2 separate regions of the Danio rerio genome follow, and region 1 is linked to region 2. A link is a contact called in public Micro-C data. All regions are on one chromosome and are shown on one strand. The core of a region is the stretch at or near the end of the contact, and the rest is flanking DNA. Distances in the headings are between cores, read along the strand shown. Region 1 holds the start of ctbp1l (C-terminal binding protein 1-like). Region 2 holds the start of ran (RAN, member RAS oncogene family).

Region 1 (3,890 bases), core at 21-2,520, 150 kb after region 2:
ATAATCAATTCCAGCTACAGCCTTGAATTGATAAGATTTTCTGCATTGTTCTGTCCTTTCATGCATGTTTGTCTTTCATGGACGACCAGCCTTTTTGAGCGACATAATGGAGATCAGTGGCATTTTAACCCTCAAGAGTCCATAAGCATATTAATTAATTCATTCATTTTCCTTCAACCTAGTCTCTTAATTTCAGGGGTCGCCACAGAGGAATGAACCACCAACTAAGGACATTTTTGGAAAAATCATTTTATTTTAATTGTTTTTTAATAGTTTCCTTAACCTGAGCAGTTCAGTTTTTCTAACTTTACCATCTGAACACAAACTCAAATCAACAATGTTAAGCAGCAGAAAAAATCCTTAATCATTCCCAAAAATGGGAACTCATACGTAATGAATGGGAAATAAAAAATTCTAAGCATTTTATTTTTATTTGTCCAATAAAATCAAATAAATCTATCACAATGGCGATCAATCATGTACCTAAATGAGGTCTGAGTCTATACAATTTTCAAACCTCAATATAAGAAAAATTCAGTGACAGACACAAAAAACAGCCCCTGTCCCTTATAAATATTTTGATATTTTTATGACTTGATGTCACCAAGTTTAAGTTTTGGTTGGTCTGAACTGACTGCAGTGATGTTTTTGCTAAAGAGATATTATCTATGACATAAAGAATAAGCATATTTTACATAAACATCCAATTTTAAAAAATGGTTAAATTTTTTTAAATAGTTTATTTTATCTGAATAGTTCAAGACATGGCTAGGTTTTATAAGTTTGCCACTTGAGCAAACAAAACAAGAGGACATTATTCAACACAGTTTTCTTTAGGTCCTGCATAACTCATCCCATAGAATATTAATGAGGAATACTACAATTAAAAGCATTTTTAAATTGTACTTTTAGAGGGTAAAAATAAATACTTGTCACTGAATAATTGATGACCAAATTTAAGCACACAGACTTACATACAGGCAGTTTGCCAGCATAACGAATTTCACAACCACAGCTCAAGATAAAAGCTGAATAGCTACTAAATGACCACGTGTCAAGTGTAGAGTGCGACACATCTTACTCATCTGTTCGCTGTGTTTGTCAAGTACATCCAAATTAATCGGATGTATGTTGAATTTAAACCGAGCGAGCTCAGTCTCAATTTCCCGCTTGAGGTACCGCAGAGCGGCCTGCGGGAGGCGCTCGTCCGCGCGGAGCTCATGTTTGCACTCTGAATATTCGCTCTTTCACAGCACGTTGTCTGTGCGGCCTCGACTTCCTTTTCTGTGCAGATTTCATGGCGAGTGATAGCGGAGAAGAGTTGATTCACCTACCGTGACCACACTGACCCGCACATCAACCTCCAGAGACGCCTTTTTGTCGGGTGAGTGGGGCGCGTTACTCCGTTTCTGGGTCATATTTGACACATTACTCACATCGGAGTCTCGATTGTGTGCGCTAAGAGACTGCTATGTGTTATTATTACTGTGTACCTCTCATACTATGTGTATGTGTGAGTGTGTTTAATGTTTGGTAGCTCAGTTAGCAACCACAGTCAAAGCGCCTTTCTCAGTGCGTATTTTACAGCAAGTAGAGCAACGATGCTAACGACGAATATAGTTATAATTCCCACTTTAAAACAAAAATAAGTTCATAAGACTTCCGTGAACTGTTTTGTCCACTTGTTTTGGGGTTAATTGTGTAGTCAGTTGCATTGTGTCTTGCTGCATCTGCTAATTAGCTAGCGCAAGGCTAACTGAATAACTTGCAGCGAGCGGGCGACGCGACAAAACTAGGACGCTTCCGTTTTAATTGACCGAAAATGCAGTTTTGTGGTGATTAACGTGAGTATTTGAGTCCGCAACCGTTGATCTGGCGCTCGCCGAGTGTCCGCGCGCGGAGTCCAGCGGTCCCGCGATCATTCCCGGCGGAGAGACGCGGCGATAGCAATATCCTCGCAGGATTCATCAATATTTCACTTAATTTAACTTAGTTTTCCTGCGCTGGACTACACAACACAACCACAGTGATGTTTAGAAAGAAAATAGATGAAGAAGTTTTAACTTTGTGATTCTTTACTTGTCTCATACTTCAAATAAGCCATCAAAACGTACCTACTAAACAGTACTGTTTATTAAACACGTTTATCTGCCTCCTCTGATCGTTTTATTTGGATATCCAATGGTGCAAAATGTAACTGGAGTGGTTTTAAAAACTTGTTTTAAACGGTCGTTTGGAGTGTTTGAGGCGCTACAACATCAATGCATGTGAAATGGGCGTTATTTCTATTGCGAGCACACGAGACTTACAATTTCGTGTATTATGAAAAAGTAATTAAATGTCTGTGCATTCTTATGATTTTGACTTAATTCCATCTTCATGGTCTGTTCTCTTTCATAAATGTTTAATTTCCCCCTTCAGCTGCCATTGTAAAGACTGTGACGTCAGCAGAGTGGTTGATTTGCTTTGACATCATCAAGTAGGTGGTTGCATTATTATTATTATTATTATTATTATTATTATTATTTTCAGTCATCTCTATTTTTACAAATCTGTCATATATGTGGGTGAACGAGCCTCACAGTGTAACTTCACAAACAGGTAGTTGTGTGTTACACCAGATGAAAATGTGCATGTTATTTTTACATGATTATTAGATCAGAGTAGGCATGGGCTGATATAAGATTCTGACGGTATGATAAGTTTGACGGTATTGTGATTACTGCTATAAAATATATTCTTTTTAAATGTCTGGGTAAAAAACTACTTTTTCCACTTTGAACATAAAATATTTTATATGAGAAAACATTTATAATATTTTGGAGCAGTAAACATGTCGGGCTAAATCAAATGAATCATTGACTTCTGCTGTCTTCATTAGTTTCCAGAACACAGATTCCAATACAATTCACAGGGTTTATTCGATCTTTGAAAAACCTGGAGAAGTCATGGAATTTTGACATGGCATTTTCCAGGCCTGGAGAAGTTTTGGAAAAACAGAAAAACCCACAAAGTTTTGAAAAAGTCATGGAAAACAAATATCTGTAATCTTGAATATAGGTTATTTGTCTTGACTTCTATTCTGTCCTTGGCCAATCACATACTCACATTATTAGTGCGGTGTAAGCATTATCTAAATCAATTTTACATGTTCATAAATGTAAATTCAAACTAAATAGATTGCTGCATGTTTTACGATGTTGTGTAATAAATTTAAACATGCATTGTTTTTCTTTTACCACACATATGATACATTGCATGAAACCTTAGGTCATGAAAATTTACTTTAAAGTCTTGAGAAAATCGTGGAAAAGTCATGAAATTTTAGTTGTATGAACCCTGAATTTAAAACGGCATCTTGGATCTGATTTCTGCTGGAGACACTGTCTTCCTAAAAAACTTAAAACAAAGCGTAAAAAAAAACAAAGTATTTATACAATATAGCAGAACATTTTGTTATTTAAAAAATCTTGACTTTTTCAAACTGTTGTATATCTTGAAAATGGTTATCCAATGCCTTTTCCTATTCTTAACATGTGAATTTAATCTTTACAGATATTTTAAGGATTTTGGTGGTTTCTTGACTGAACAGTCTTGTCGCGTTGTGGACGTAGCTGGTCTTATCAAAGAACTGCCAGTCGATGGCTCTGATGGACAAACACAAAGTGAAGCGGCAGAGATTGGACCGCATCTGTGAAGGTAAGATGCAACCTTATTAAACGGATAATATGGTAGACTTTTACCTGCACACATCTCCTTGGTCTTGTTTGTGCATGGTGTTAAGATGTATTTTTATTGATCGCAAGTGCTCATGAATATAGGCTCGAATGGTGTGTGAAATATTTTTAGCTTGTCCTCTTTTGACCACAGTGAATGTGTTCAAGTAGTCT
Region 2 (3,604 bases), core at 1,048-3,547:
TGAAAGTGATGTGCTGAACTTTTTGTGGTCACAAGAACCTTTTGGAATATGGAGAATGGCAGCTCAGTGTTTGGCAGTTTTAGACCAAAGACTTTTTGAAGGTCCTTGCACAAATTATAAGACTAAAATGTAGTCAAAATGAAAAATAAAAAAACGAATCAGTCTGGCATTTGGCATCCAGCTACTCTGCAGGCAAGGCTGAACCAGGTTGCAGCACTCTGTGGAGAAAGATGGGAGAGTTCTTATCTAAGATCATTACCTAAATCTATTTGCTTTGATAATCCTTATCCAAACAATAAGATTTGATGGTCCAAAACCCTTGAAAAAGTACTGAAATATTACAGCGTGTGAATTAGATTAACAGTTGGCTTAATGTGCTGTGGTGAATGGCAAGCTCACCATTTGACAATCCAAATTTTGACTACAGCCATGCATGGGTCATGTCCAGGTCAATGTTTTCTGGAGGCTTTCTGCACAGCAGTTCAAATAAAAGGATCTTCAGTGACCAAATGGTTGCAGATTTGCTGTAGTATCCGCCTGTTGATTGATACTCAGAAGGGCTGTACATTTCTTTTCCTGGAAAAAAAGATATTCTTTATTAGTTACAGTAAGAAAGCTTATGCTTTTCAAAATATGGTGTAGCTGCTTGTTAGAATTTAGGTCCTTAACTACAGACTTGAAGGACAATATACCACAGAATCAGGCTGATGTTTTTAGGATGTCACCGCACCCAAAGTCAATAAGCTTGACTTCATAGGTGTCCTTGTTGATTAGCAGGTTGTCTAATTTAATGTCGCGATGGAGGATTCCTCTTTGACAGCACATGTGGGCAGCCTGCACTACCTGCCACATGATGTACCGTGCCACGTCTTCACTGAGGGTTCCTTCATAGTGCTCCAGGAAGTCAAAAAGGTCTTTGCAGGGTAAGGGGTGCTCCAAAACCATGATGTAAGAGTCTGGCAGCTCCTGCCACTCCAGCATCTGGATGATCTGAGGAATCCTTCGTTAGCAAGTATTGTTAGTGCAACTTCTAATGAAAGGGGAGTAGGATGACCAGGCTGTAGAAGATAGAAATTTGTTGTCAGTGATGTTTGAAAATTCTTTTTTTGGCTATAATTAACATATCTTGAACTAAAAATCAAGAGAACTACAATGCTGAGATAATCCATATTGTTCCTCTTCAAAACAACCTTCAATGCCACCTGATTAACAAAACACAACAATTGTAATGTTGGTGAATTAGTCACATTTATTAAACGTTTTCAATGTAACGTGACACAATAAAAGGACCTGAACAGGCAGTGAGAGAAACATTTAGCTAAGATGTAGTGAGTAAAAATGTAGTTCCTCAAGACCGTCCATCAAGCAAATCGCTTTGAAGACTGTGCCGTGTCCTCCCTTACCAAGCTTTTGTACAATTTTATAGCAGCCCAAAATGTCACCTACAAAAAGTAAAGTAATTGGAGTTATCATTAGTGAACATATAAAAAGGAATATTTCCATATGTATTAGGAACAACTTTCCTTAGGGTTATTTCACATGTCTCCACAACTCGATTTAGGAAAAAAGGCTTCTATAAAACATTAAGTACCGGTAGATAGCTAACACATATTATGATGTTGGAACATAGCATGAACATTGTTGACAAAATACATATAAAGGTCAATATACCGTTGAAGTCTTGAGCCAGATGTTGAACCTGCTGATCATCAAGGGCAGGCTGCTGGAATTGAAGCTGGACGGGCTGCTGGAGCTGGATGTCTTGCTGGAAATGGAATTGGAGCTGGACGTTCTGCTCAATTTTCTGAAGTTCATGACTCAGAGAACAATCTATTAAAGAATCTTGATCTAAAGAGGGGCACATCGACCAAAACATGCTGTATTACTATTTTAGTACGTACGTGCAAATTGAATTTCATAATGTAACAATTGTATGTATTTACCTTCAGTGTTTCTGTCCTCAAAGGTGACACTTGAGAGGGCAACCTGCTCCTTACCTTTATCTCTCGTTTTATTCAGCGGGCAGAAGATTCATTGCCTGGTTGGGGCAGGATTTTGTCTTGGAAATTGTGCACACATCTCTTTCAAAGGTTACAGATTTCCAGCTTTCTTAAAAATGTCGGTTTTTATTTAAAAAAGAAAACTAGTTAGTTTTGAAACAAGTAAAGAGTGAATAAATGTCTACAGAACTTTCATTTTGGGTGACTTATGCCTTTAATCTATTCGCTCTTCACTCATGATAAAGTAAGAACTAAAGCCGAAGAAAATTGAGTGATATGCTGTAAAAGGTTCGCTCTTCTGCCACTAAATGACGCTGTTGTCCCGCGGCAGCAGCAGGTCACGTGGTGGGGCGGAAGCGTTTATGTGAGCCATGCTGAATCCCGCGCGGGCGCAGCCATTTGCTCTCTTCCTCGATCACTTCAACACCGGTGAGTGCGGAACGACTGCGTTCATCTCATCACACACTCTTTTCACTAACACGTTTTATTTTCAGCGCCGACTAAACACATCTGAAAGCTTTTCTGCAGTGCCCAGGCGCTAGTAAGTCAGTCTGATCGTTTTATTGGCCGCAGATGTGCAGTTTTGAGTGTTTCATCATGGCTCATCTCTGTCGTAGCGCCATCCCGAGTTGTTGGTAGCGCGCGATCTTGGAGCCGCGGAAACAACACTTACTTCGTTTTAAGTTCTGTCAACTAAACTAATTTCTGGATTTCTAAAAACTACTAAATTCGCTATTTGTTGATTTTCATGTTGACGGCCTGTTTGAGGCCTTCGGGCGGCCGCTGTATTGTGAAGTTTAGGCTTCAGCGGCAGCGGCCTCGTGTGTTCGCGCGCATCCCCTTATTTAGATCTGCGTGTTGTTCAATGAGCATTACATTTGTTTGTTTTAAGTTCTAAAAGCGGTTTTGTTTTTAATATTGGCTCGAAAAGGTTTATTTGAGTAATCTTGTGGTCCCGTGGCCTTTATTTGGAATTGGTGCGGCCTTTGTGTGATGTGACTAACCGTCCCGCCATCTCTCCCGCAGAGTGACTGCAGCACAAAGACCAACACACACTCACAGTACAGCGATGGCGGAGAACGAGCCACAAGTTCAGTTTAAGGTAACTTACACTTTCACTTTAAAGGCACGACAGTCTGTGGTAACAAATTAAAGCCCCAGTTTGAGTGTTTACATGTTCATCACATTAAGTTTCTAAACTGTTTCGTAACGTTAGTGAATTCGCAGACTCCTTGCTGATAACGAGTGCATTGAAGCGCGAGAACCCACTTGATGCTGAATTTAAGGATATTTTTTACTACATACTATACTACATATAATTGTTTATTATTACTAATAAACTGTAGTTATTTAGTAAATGATGTTAAATTTGTGTAATTGTCTTTAACCAGTTTGTTTTATATTTTGTTATTTTAGTTTCTGTATTATAGTCTATTACAACAATCTGTACAACATTGCTTTATATAATTTAATATTGTCAAGACTTACCAGGGCAGAATCTTCTAATTTTGACCCTTTAGCAATATTATTATAGTTGGATAATATTGAAACTTTTGTTGACACAAATTACCATTGCTATTGTAGTTATTGCCATTATTCCTAAT

What was found. A called contact is a pair of places that touch in the nucleus more often than the background predicts.
Region 1: a contact with region 2 is called in a Micro-C map of caudal fin, with 3 times the contacts expected there. The contact joins the promoter of ctbp1l here to the promoter of ran in region 2. A contact is called at or near these places in 2 of 18 Hi-C or Micro-C datasets (caudal fin and hematopoietic stem cells) and 2 of 4 datasets of contacts at active chromatin or transcription factors (caudal fin and embryo).

What each region holds. Positions count from the first base shown.
Region 1 is chr14:26,132,032-26,135,921 of GRCz12tu, forward strand. ctbp1l (C-terminal binding protein 1-like) reads left to right here and starts at 1,271. Exons shown (of 11, transcript NM_131714.3): 1 at 1,271-1,384; 2 at 2,422-2,479; 3 at 3,556-3,699. The coding sequence starts at 3,642.
Region 2 is chr14:25,978,157-25,981,760 of GRCz12tu, forward strand. It overlaps ran (RAN, member RAS oncogene family), which reads left to right and starts at 2,298. Exons shown (of 7, transcript NM_131309.3): 1 at 2,298-2,429; 2 at 3,027-3,102. The coding sequence starts at 3,070. It overlaps LOC103908747 (a long non-coding RNA gene), which reads right to left and starts at 3,040. Exons shown (of 5, transcript XR_012389727.1): 1 at 1,944-3,040; 2 at 1,672-1,848; 3 at 1,152-1,442; 4 at 693-1,058; 5 at 363-576.